Linked DNA regions of Mus musculus: region 2 is linked to region 1. A link is a contact called in public Hi-C data. All regions are on one chromosome and are shown on one strand. The core of a region is the stretch at or near the end of the contact, and the rest is flanking DNA. Distances in the headings are between cores, read along the strand shown.

Region 1 (6,279 bases), core at 1,916-4,415:
CAAATTTACCCAATAGGGTGAAAACCATGCAGCCTCATCCGGAGCACCAAAAGTGCAAGCAAGCTGGATGTCCGTTAACTTATTAACTAATAAGTAAAACAGACTACACACTTCAACAACAGAATACTCTATAGAAAATAAAAAGAGGCCTTGGTGTGTGGTTCATCATGAATGAGCCTTTAAAACACTATGCTGGAATGCATATAATAACAGAAGCCAGTTATACTAACTTTTCAGAAAAGCCACAGCACTCAGGAGGCTGAGGCAGGAGGATGGAGAGTTTGGAGTCAATCAGGTATATAAAGCTTGACCCTGTATTTTTTTTTAAGTGTGCTTAAATACATAAAGAAATGAAACACATTAGTGGTTGTTTTGGTCAGGGTGTGTCAGACTGATATGGGGGAAAGAGTGACTGCTAATGGGTGTGGTACTTCAGTGTGAGGTCATGAACAATGTTCTAGAACTAGTTGTGGTTAGGTTAGTCTGGAGGCACTACAAATATTGGATTGTATATATCTGTGTGTCTGTGTGTATGCTTCTGTGTCTTTGTGCATCTGTGTATATCTGTATGTGTGTGGCTTATGAATGTATACTTGTTTGTGTGTGCACTACTGGGTGTGTTCTTGGGGGAGCTAGCAGTCAATGCACATGTCTTCCTCAACCCCTTTCCACAGGCTCCAGGGGCCCATTTGTCTCTGCCCCTCTGTACTGCAGTTACTAATGCACATGACCAGGGCTTTACATGGGCACTGGGGACCCGAACTTGGGTCTGCATGCTTACACAGCAAGCACTTGGCCACCAGAGCCAACTCCCCAGCCCATGAACCGCACATTTTAAATAACTGAAAAATGCAGCACATGAGTTTTTAAAGTATAAACAACAGCAAAGTGGAATGAATGCATACGAGGATGGATAATGTTGTGTTATTTATAAAATTTTAAAGATGGAAATCCATCTAGATGCAAAACAAAAGGATAAATTGTGTTTAGTCATGAGAGCAGGTGTTTTGATTGCTGCAAGGCACCTCTTGCCTAGCGGCTTGTATCTAATAATCTGAGTCTACTGCAAACACATAAAGGAATTAGAAAAAGCAATCTACAGGCTGACGAGATAGCTCAGCAGATAAACATGCCTGCCCCTAACCCCGGTGACCTGAGTTCAAGCTCCATGACCCACATTGTAAAAGGAAAGAATTGAATTCTTTCTGCATGTCTTTCTCTAATCTCCACCTTGGGGTGGGGGGAGAGGAAGGGGAGGAAGAATAAATCAATTTAGTAAGAAACTCAAAGAAAAGTCAACTTACCATGAGTAAAGGACGGTTAATCCTGAGAGGTGGCTCTTTTTTCTCCTTTTTTTCCCCCTATAGTTTCTGACCTATCTACTTGTTAGTAACTAGGAAATTTACCTTTTAAATATGGTTTTAAAATCACTTTTTAAAACCTATTTGCAATCTAACCAAAAAAGAAAGATTATGAAACCAACCTTCTCCTGAGTGATGTGGTGAGCTCAATCCAGAGAGACGAAGAGACTGTCCACTCTTACCACTGTCAGGCTTCTTATTAGAATCTATGCCACCTAAACAGGTCCTGTCATGTTCTCCTTTCCTGTCCCTTCTTGTAATGAATGCACGCACGCACACACACATCCCTCACCTGCTTTAAAATCTTGAGAAAGAAATTGAAGAACATCCTCTCCATTAAGTCAGACCCAACAGTGAATTTTCTAAAGGACTAGGTAGGAGCAACACCACAGTTTCTCTACAAGACCATTAGAGGGCATTGTGGAGCCAGGACTCAGAAAACTCAAAGCCTACTGGCCGACTACAGAGAAGCCTGCCTTTGGCCTCAGAGGAAGCACAACCTGGTAAGTCCTTCTGGCCCCAGGATGGCAGTCAGCTTTCTCTGGCCAGAACTAACTAGTTGTCTTTGAAATGGAGTCCTCTTCTTCCCGAGCAGGTGGGTCCAACCTGCAGCCTCAAGAACATGTGTTCCAGCAACCCTAATAATACATCCTGTAGACCACAATGTCATTAGTTCTTTCTCAGTGTGACAAAACATAACACCTGAGATAACCCACTAAGAAGGGCACATAATTGTATTCCATGATCAATTGGCCTCATTGTTTTCAGACCTGTGGCCAGGAAGAAAACCATGGTGTGTGCATGGCCTCAGAAGGAACTACATACTTTCGCAGCCAGTGGGAAGCAAAGAGAAAGGCGTGAAGAGACTAGTGGTACTAGTCTCACTAGTCCTACCTCTTAAATGCCCTATTACTTCCCAATAGCACCACAGGATGGGGACCAAACTTAACATGTGTGTCTTTGAGGACATTTACCCAAACCATAGTAAGTATGCTTTTCTACTAATGTTATAAAACATTGACCAAAACTTAGGGGAGCAAAGGGTTTATTTCACCTTTCAGAACCCAGGTCATACTCAATCACTGAAGGAAGTCAAGACAGGGCCACAAGGCAGGAACCTTGAGGCAGGAACTGAAGCAGAGACCATGGAGGTGAAAGACTCTGAGAGGAGCCCCTCGCTCAGGCCTCATAACAATAGCAGACACCCAAGAACTCACGATAGACCAAGCTTGATGCAAACCACATGAGGTTTATTCAGGGAAAGCCAGAGCTCTGGGGATGACTCATATCCCACGCAGGGGTAGAGGAGTCGACCTCGAGGGGAAAGAGGTCCCAGTTTTTATAGGCCCTCAGGGGAGAAAGGAGAAGCGGGGAGTAGGGGATTTCCAGATCTAAACAGTGTCTATTCTCAAGAAATGGGTATGGGAGGGGTACAAGGAAAGAGTCTGGTGCAGGTGTATCAACTCAGGATTGGCCAGGCTGTGGTTGCTGGGGAGATTTTCTGACTCTTTCTCAGCAACCAATATCACAAACACCTGGCAATGGGTTTCATCAGTGGGCACACACATGAGTCAAGGAACGGTCAAAACATTGGCAGACACACAGGTTCAAGGAGTGGCCAGAGCATTGTGCACCTCTATTTTTCTAAATCAGTGAAGCTAGTTCTGCTAACAGTGACATCTATCTTGCCAATTTCAGGGCTTCTGTGACCTTTTACATTCTGTCAGGATCTTTCAGAGGCAAGCAGCTGATTGACATGCCCAGTGTGTTTTTTGACCACTTGTCAAGGGTGACATTAACCACAGTAGACTCGTCTCTCTCACATCAATGATTAATCGAGAAAATGCTTTACAGAAATATACACAGGTCAGTGTGACTAAAGCAATTGCTCAACTGAAGTTCCTTGTTCCCAAGTGACTTCAGCTTGTGCCAAGCTGACAATAAATAAATAAATAAATAAATAAATAAATAAATAAATAAACACAGTACAATTAATTCCTTTTCAATTTGATACACAAATGTATCACTATTAAGTCATAACCTTTCCTTCCTTGTTTATCCCAGGATTGTGTTACTATCACAACATAAAAACAGTATAACTTAAAAAACCCCAGTCTTTAAAAACTTTGGTGATTAAAACATTCAAGTTATCAGCAAGGCGTGCTGGTGCACATCTTTAATCCCAGCACTGGAGAGGGAGGCAGAGGCAGGCAGATCTCTGAATTCAAGGCTAGCCCAGTCCACAAAGCAAGTTCCAGGACAGCCAGGGCTGCAGAAAAACTCTGTATTGAAAAACAAAAATCAAACAAACAAAAAAGCCAAACAAACAAAAAATATCAAGTTATCTTTAAATATCCAAAATTCACTTAACTGTGGCCTCTTTTGCTGGGTCTGGCAAGGCTTCCGAAGGGACAATATGACAAGGTTCCCCACCCACCTCCTCTGGAGCAGAGCCAGAAAGATGTGGATCTCCTCAAGAGCTGACAGATGCTCTAAGTAGAAAGCTTGTGTGCATAATAATGTACATGCTTTTCTCATGTTCCTCCTTCAGAGAACGCTCTCCCCGCGGCATGATTCCAGGAAGTGAGAATGTGTCTCAAGATCTTCAGAAAAGCCCTGAAGGCTGTGGGAAAGAACTCCGAAAACATGAATACACAAATCAGTATAAAGAACTGTTCTTTACAGGGTTTCTCAACTAGGCAATATAAGGATGCCATATGAATTGTATGAGGGGCTTCATGGACCCAAAAGAACAGAGGCAGCTGCACTAGTGAGTCAGCTTAGTCAGAAAGATATTAAAGGAGACATGACTTGGTCAATAGAGGAAAAAACCTTGATCACAAAAGAGAAAGGAATAGTTTAAAAAAAAAAACAAGGCTCAGATAGACAGTTATACAATATTAGTGGTAAATGGTGGTCTCCTCCCCAGAAGCCATCAACAACTAAATTTGATCCAGATATTCTACTCCCTGAAGGAGGTAGTTATATGTGCAATCCAAATAGAGGTGGGGAGAGACAAAAGGTCTGGTATCAAGAAAAAAGATGATAGCTTAATAATATTCCTTTCTGGGATTGCTTAATACTTTCCAATAATAAGCTTTGGAGTTGCTGAGATAAAAATGAAAAAAATCCAAAGATTAAAAGAATATATTGAGGTAGCTAAGAATTATAAAAATGAGCTTCAGTGCTGCTTACATCAGCACAAAACAAGAGAGGGCTTTTTTTTTTTTTTTTTGCAAAAAAAATTGTAAAAAGCATTATACTAAAAGCTAACTTTCTCACATAAAACCAGACTCTATCTCTAGCCTTGGCAACCACAAGTGCTGTGCCTATCGAAATGCATAGGTCTTACTTTTTTTTTTTTTTAAGTGCTTGCTGTCTGGTTCATTTGCCTTGAATGTGCTTTGTATTTCTAAGAGTCAAGGGGCTAAGGTCATTAAATGCTGATTTGTGGAGTGATCAAAGTGGAGCCTGGGTAAATGATTAAACTGATATGCAATCTCTAAGGAAGTAGCTTATGCAAATAAAAGACTGTGCTTTGGTCTGCAAAAGAGAGCTATCTCAGCAGATCACAGAGCTGTCAGTTTGCATCCATCACTGACTCCAAGTCCTTCTTCAGCTGCTTCCATTCACCTCAGGACCTCCTTTCAAGCTGAGGCTGGAACTTGAGGCTCTTAAAAAAAAAAAAAAGTTTCTTATATCAACAAGGAAGACCAAGGGCACAGTTACAGTAGCTCAATTCAAATGGAAGATTCAACAGTATAAAAAAGCTCAGTGTCCTGCATCTGGGACTCACACACAATCTGATTTCAAATGGCTCGGGTGGTTCCACATCTCTGGCTGTGGCATCCAGAATATACACTGCTTGCTCACTCTCTTCTCGGTGGTCATCTCTAATACGCTGGGGTCTCCACCACAACTGAGGCTGTACCTTCACCAATGTCCACCTTGCCTCTCCTCAGGAACCCTGACCCTACTACATGGTGCCTGCCTAGCGTGGGAATTTCTTGTTTCTTTGGAAAGTCAGTTATGTCAAATGATGTTTTGCTGGGGCACACAAGTAAAAGGATGTTTTGCCGAAGCAGACATGTGAAAGAGTGTTTTGCTATAGCAGACATGTGATGAAGGAATATAAATATGACCCCACAGACAGTGGGAGTTTGAGCACTTGTTTGCTTTGCTCTGTCTCAATATTCTTCACTAACAACACACAAGTATTGGTTCTTACATTGTGTCGCTGAGCTCCGCTTATGAAAACTCCATTGAGAGAAACTTGCCAAAGAACTTCTGGTGAGGTTCCTGTGGCTTCTTGCTGCTTCCACAGCCTTAGACCAGTTGGTGAGCCTTGTGGTTTCTTCTGGATTGAACTGCCCTTGCTGGTTCATGTGTGGCGATTGTCAACTGGACTGGACTGCAGCTGCTGGTTCATATTTGGTGTTGCTACTGGTCTGAACTGCTGATATCTTGACAACAAAGACTGAACTCTCCCTCAAAGAACTATTTCTAAACAGGTCTTCCCTCATGTCCTAATAACTTTTCTCTTCAACTACCTCTGTTGAGTGGTAGGCTAGAGGAGAGTTTGAAGTCTTTTTAAAGTAGTTTGAGAAAATTTTACGCTTATACCAACCCTTAGCTTCTCTCCATGACATCCTTCAAGCTTGTAGCTTCCATGATGTCAAAACCAGTAATACCCTGTAGGGAAACTCTTACACAATCCAGATTCAGCTGTCAATTTGGAATGTAGCCTTGGGTCCCCTGGACCAGAGTTTATTTTGTGCTGACCCTGAGGAAACACTTCTGGAAGGTGCTTCAATTATGCTGATCTCTTATTAATCTCAGCTGGTCGTTCAGCTCCAGCCAATCAGCATCAACTGTCCAGTAAAGCAAAGGTTTCACTTCAGTGGTACACTTCTCTTGT
Region 2 (6,279 bases), core at 1,879-4,378, 37 kb after region 1:
CACACATGTGGTGTGTGTGAGAGTGTTTAAATGCTCATGGGCTCACATGTATGTGCAGGCTAGCCTAGCACGCATGTGGCTGCTTGTGCGTGTGGAGACCTGAAGTTTCCTTTTTAATCATTCTCCAATTAACTGACTTTGGCAACAACTCTCGCTGAACCCAGACCTCATTAATTGTCTAGTCTAGTTAATCAGTTTGCCGGGGGAAATCCCCTGTCTCAGCCTCCCCAGTGTTTTTGAAACAACGGCTATACTTGATACATCTAATCTACAGAAATAAATTTTGAATTAGTATGTTTCCTACTAGTATAGGATAAATAAAAGGGATTTATTTTCTTACTTATTTTGAGACAAGGTCTTATTATGTAGCCCTGGCTTTTTTGGAACTCACTATGTAGACCAGACTGGCCTTGAACTCACAGAGATCCTCCTGCCTCTGCCTCCCAAGTACTGGGATTAAAGGCGTGCGCCACCACATTGGTGGCTCACAATCACCTGTAACACCAGCTCAAAGGGATCTGATGCCCTCTTCTGGGTATGTAAGTGGCATACACATATAAACACACAAACATGAACACCTATAAAATAAACCTTTTTTTAAGTGTCTAAGGGATGGGATTATGATCTTTTTCAGTCTACTCTCATACTAAAGGTATTTTACTTTTTCATCTATTTTTTAAAGATTTATTTATTTATTATTATATGTAAGTACACCGTAGCTGTCTTCAGATGCACCAGAAGAGGGCGTCAGACCTCATCACAGGTGGTTGTGAGCCACCATGTGGTTGCTGGGATTTGAACTCAGGACCTTCGGAAGAGCAGTCAGTGCTCTTACCCGCTGAGCCACCTCTCCAGCCCCGGTATTTTACTTTTTAAATGAATGTCTATAATCTTTGTACACAGGAAAGTGTTGGGTAGGGTGGATGCTTATCACAAGGGAGGGATCGTTGCCTGGAGGGTAGCTTCAAAGCTAGGCTGGTGGAACTCACCTGTAGTCTCAGCTACCTAGAAAGCTACCTAGATCCATTTGAGGTCAGCCTGTGAGACATGGCAAGAACCGGTCTCCAAAATCCATACCACAAAAAGGAGCCACCTCACCTCAAATGAATAGGCTTTCCCGATGCCATCGCCTGCTCCGGTAATCACTGAAAGAAACAGTGGCAGCCTTGAAACAAGAGGACACATCTTCAAGCCTCTCTCTCGCAGTCTCTTGTATATCTCTGTCTAGAATGCTCAATACCACAAAGCCACGTTGCTCCACTCCAAGGTTTCCAGCCTTTGGTAACCTGGTTAGAACACTGCAAGTGAAGGGTGAAGGGCTTTTCTGTTTTGTCTTTGGGGTGTGTGTGTGTGTGTAGGTGGGGGTGTGTGTGCGCGCTTTTGGAGGGATCTGTGAGTCTAGAAAACACACTATGAAATGTAGCCAAGCACTAAGCCAACAAGTATTTTATCCAGGCTTGGGGCAGTACAACCTTAGCAACTCAAGGGCAAGCATGTACACTGTCATTGCTTCATTCCTGCCCATTGCTCACCCTAAGAACACCTCAGGGTTCCTTCTGAGAAGTGCAATCTGGCCCCTCCCCTCCTTCACCCCATAGGTCCGTGGCCCTCAATGCCTTGGAAGATAGGGAACCTGGCAAAGAGGATACAGGAATGTGTATGGGGGATGCAGGGACCTGAGGACCTTGGATAGTTAGCCCCCAATACCACTATCTACTAGTACCCAACAATTTCATAGGCTTTCAAGCCCTTCGTTTCCAAAATTGGAGACAGACGACCACAATTACAAGTTTCACAAGTCACCACAAATATACCTACCTGCAGCTGACCTTGGCACCAAGCATTAAAGGGCACACATTTTTTTTTAGACACAGTTTTTAAAATGTTCATTAAAACCCACTATTTTTATTTAAAAATAACAAAAAGATTCACGTTTATTGAGCATAGATATCAGTATACTTTTTCTCTGGGTATCTTCCAGCCTTGTTCCCAGAGTTTCCTGTTCTCTATGTGAAATCTGTTCCCTCCCTGGTTTGTCTGTTCCTGACGACATCGCATATTTCCTCATGGTTATCTTATTCATTCCTAACTCTCAAACAAGCTAACATTGTACCTCTCACTTTGAAGCCACAGAGTTTCTGGCTGCATCTTAACTGCTCTTTGGGGAGTGTTCTTAGAAGGGCTACGTGGGCAGCAGCTATGCAGAGTTCTAGCTGCACAGATACTCGGGCATTTCATGGGCGGCAGCTGTGCAGGGTTCTAGCTGCACAGATACTCGGGCATTTGACTGTGCCTGGTAGGGTATTCAGATCCAGAATACACAAGCTCAGTGGCTTAGTAAGTAATAAAAGCAGCAAACACACGTGTGTACATACCATATATTCATACACACGTATGTACACGTGTGCATACGCAGTGGAAGTGTAAGAAGCATCCGTTAGAAATCCATGGGTCCATCCTAAACAATTCTCATATGGTCATTAAAAAAAAAAAAATCCATGAGAAAGTTTACAAAGTTGCCAAGTTTAGTGAATAGAGGCACAGAATGCATTTTTAAAAAAATAAATTAACATTTGGATTAAAAAATTTTTTGAAACTCCCTTTAATAAAATGTAAGCACACCAGCCAAGAGTTTAGAAATCTGGAAATCTATAGGTGAGAACTCGGTACCTCTGCCTGGTTTATTATTGGTATTATTAGAAAGACTCCAAAAAGAAGTAAATCTAGCAAAGCAACAGACACGAGGGAAACCTGGGGGGCAGTCCCCTTCCCCATCTCCTGATCCATACCTTGATTTTCCAGACAGTTCTAGTTCCACACATGCTGTCTAGTCACACCATTACATGTTGTGCGGAGTCACAGAGGCATTCTGAGACGTAAGAATAAGAGAATAAGACTGGGAGAATCTTCTTACCTGCCCATTGTCCCATTGATCGCAGGAAAGAGCTTGGCAAAGCCTTGCAGAACCTCAGAAAAAGGTGCTGCGAGAACCTCATGCACTTCACCAGGCAAACCAGGCCCACGAAGAGCCCTGCAGCAATGAAGAGCTTCTCCATGGCCTCCTCTGGAGCTGTCTTGCTGGAGATGCTGCTGGACCTGGTCTTTATCCCCGTGTGATTCCCAGGGCAAGTGGCCTGGGTGCCCGCCAGATCTCCTCTGAGGAGGCTCTGGGTGTGTTCCATGTATCTGGGAGCATTTAGATTAGAGGAACTTCTTTATGTAACCTTGTGATTCGCAGGCATCTGAATCAAGTATTCTTAATAATATCTTTACAGCATGGTTAGGGCTTCTGTGGCTGTGGAGGTACTGGGTAAAGAAGACAGTAGACTTGAAGACAAGTGAAACCCAGAGAGAGGAAACAGAGCACTCTGGGAGTCTCCAAAGAGACTTGGTCTTGTGACTTGATCTCCAAAGGAGGTCTCTGCATTAAAAGCCTGATCCCCTGCGTGGTGGGGATGTGGGAGGCGATGGAGCCTGTGGGAAGTCCTGCAGTCCCATGGGAAGGCAGTGTTCAGAGGAAAACACTGGCCACTTGGAAAGAGTCTTTCCTTACTAATGTCAAAAGCTACACCATAAAGTCTCACCCAGCATGACTGGCAAAACAAGGACAACATCAGTAGGCATTGCCAAAGTAAGCCTGGGATAGTCCACTAGGCCTCAACCCTACACAAGAACTATAAGCAACTAATAAGGACTCTTCCCCAGGGAAGAGCACACCAATTGATTATCTAATACCAAATGGTCAGCCCTGAAAACATACAAACAAAAAAAATTATACAAACTAAGATATATATATATATATATACACACACACACATGTATATGTATGTATGTATATATATATACATGTATATGTATGTATATATATACATGTATATGTATGTATATGGATAGATATAGATAGATAGATAGATAGATAGATAGATAGATAGATAGATAGATATTAAAGTCACCATTGCAAACACCTGAGCTTGAGCTAATCATTTTAGTAAATTGATTATGAGCTGTTAAATATTAAACTTTGTGTGATACTCCCGGACAAGAAGTAGAAAAGACATTGGAGAAACAACACAGTAGCCACCAACACTATATATGGTTATATTTAAATTTAATATAACTTAATTTAAAAATTTATCTCCTGAACTACACCAGCTATTCCTGGTACTATTCCTGATTTACATATATGTTCATGCAGGAAGCTCTACTAGACACTCAAAGTTTCCAAGCCACTTAGGCCTTCGAGGAATTTACTGTTGCCAAAACGATGACCCAATAACTCATTAACACCAAAAGTAAAGCAAAAAGGATAAACTCACTTTTAGACCATACTTTCCAGGGTTAAATACATAGCTCCGTTGGTGGAGTGTTTGCCTAGCACACACAAAAACCTATGTTTGATCATTTGCACTGCATAAACCAGGCATGGGGCACACAGCTGTAATCACAGCATTCGAGAAGTGGAAGTAGGAAGACCAGAAATTCAAGGTTATTACTGGCTACGTTGTGAATTCAAGGACAGCCTAGGCTATGTTGTGATTTAAGGACAGCCTGGGCTACTTGAGACTATCTGGGGGAAGAAAACAAAAGGAAAGAAGGAAGAAAATACTAGAACATAGCTCAGGACCTTATTGTGATCACTAATTAGTAGACCAAGTAGACGTTCTTTCTCATCTCTGGTTTAGAAGAAATCTTTTCTGCTTTTCCCCATTTGGTATAATATTCACTGCTGGGTTCTCACAGACAGGTGTCAGCGTGGGGAGGTCTGATCCTGCTGCTCCTAATTGTGGTTTTCAGCCCTGAAGGATGTTGAATTTTGTCAAAAACATTTCTTTTTTTTAATTAATTAATTTATTATTATATCTAAGTACACTGTAGCTGTCTTCAAACACACCGTAAGAGGGCATCAGATCTCATTAAGGATGGCTGTGAGCCACGATGTGGTTGCTAGGATTTGAACTCAGCAGTCAGTGCTCTTACCCGCTGAGCCATCTCTCCAGCCCATGTCAAGAGCATTTCTATGTCCGTTGAAATGATTATGCAATTTGTCTTCATTCCACTACCATGCTGTATTACATTAATTCATTTGAACCCACTGAATTATCTCAGCACCCCTGGAGTGAAACCTTCTGGCTCCTGCGGTTTTACCATCTTAATCTGTCGTTTACTGAGGATTTTTGAATATGTGTTCATCAGGGAAATTGTCTATAGCTTGTTTGTGTGACATCACCACCCAGTTTTGGCATCAGAGTGGAGCTAGCTTCTTGCCATGAGTTTAGAAGCATTCCTTCCCTCCCGATTTGGTGGGATGGTGTGCATTTAGAGATACGGTACAATTCAGCACGAAACCCAGCTAGTACTTTGATGTTCTTTGTCAGGAGACGATTACCCCTCCAGTCTCATCGCTCACTGGCATTTTTTTGGATTGCTTATATTCTCTTGGTTCAACTCTGTAGGTGAAACAGCATGTGTCTAAAGTTTTTTTTTTTCATTTTTTTCTAGGTTTTATAATTCATCAGAATATAAAATCTCAATAATCCTCTGGGTTTTAGTGATATCTGCTTAACATCCCCTTTTTGTCTAATTTTAAATTGTGAGGTCTTCCCTCTTTTTGCTTAATTTGTCTCAGGGTTGGCCAATTTTAACTTTTCAAAGAACTGTTTCACTAGTGCTCTGAATCACTCTTTTAGCCTCTGGAACAGCTGGGATTAGAGGTGTGCACGCCACACATCGCTCCTGCTTTTTGCTACAAACTTTCTGTGTCTTTTGGTATAAAATGCCCCCCCACACACTCCAGCTCCAGTTTCCAGGTGACTGCCGTACTTTATAATTGTGCTATGCTTATTGGCTTGAATCATTTCATTTCTGACTGAGACCAATTTGTTCAGACATTAAGAAACCTCTTCTTAGCTGTATTTTCTCTGGTTTCCCCTGCAAAGCTCAAGGCCTATGATTTGGCTTGTTGTTCTAAATAAAAAGAAGCACAACTTTCAAGAGTGTCCCTGAGTGTTTCTTCCAAATTGTTTCGAGCAGTGTCAGCTCCTTTGAAGAGCTCTCTGGGATTTGTCCTGGATAGTCTTACATCAACTTGACACACACTAAAGTCATCTGAGAAGAGGGAGACTCCATTAAAATGCCTTCATAAGACCAGGCTGCAGGCAGGCCTGTAAGGCATTTTCTTAATTAGTTATTGATGGGGGAGGACCCAGCCCATTGTAGATGGGGCCATCCCTAAGCTGGTGACCTTGGGTTCTTCAAGAAAGCCGATCGAGCAACCTTAGG

The links. Hi-C and Micro-C count contacts between places; a contact is called where the count stands out from the background.
Region 2: a contact with region 1 is called in a Hi-C map of liver, with 17 times the contacts expected there. The contact joins the promoter of Hsd17b3 here to the enhancer-like site in region 1. A contact is called at or near these places in 11 of 39 promoter capture datasets (3T3-L1-derived adipocytes, the C10 cell line, the HPC-7 cell line and 5 more), 4 of 15 datasets of contacts at CTCF or cohesin (embryonic stem cells, liver, pro-B cells and 1 more), 96 of 484 Hi-C or Micro-C datasets (8-cell embryo, the AML12 cell line, the AtT-20 cell line and 41 more), 15 of 115 datasets of contacts at active chromatin or transcription factors (astrocytes, embryonic stem cells, hepatocytes and 3 more) and 3 of 9 other capture datasets (adipose tissue, liver and pancreatic islet).

What each region holds. Positions count from the first base shown.
Region 1 is chr13:64,049,291-64,055,569 of GRCm38.p6, forward strand. No RefSeq gene overlaps it. Among named protein-coding and RNA genes, the nearest start is that of Gm30999, 3.8 kb to the right of the region's middle. Within about 2 kb of position 3,166, at least 2 of the 459 cell types and tissues checked have an H3K27ac peak or open chromatin away from gene starts, as enhancers often do. A contact at or near this core is called in hepatocytes and liver, where this site is marked.
Region 2 is chr13:64,086,073-64,092,351 of GRCm38.p6, forward strand. It overlaps Hsd17b3 (hydroxysteroid (17-beta) dehydrogenase 3), which reads right to left and starts at 3,129. Exons shown (of 11, transcript NM_008291.3): 1 at 2,915-3,129; 2 at 1,099-1,145. The coding sequence starts at 3,056.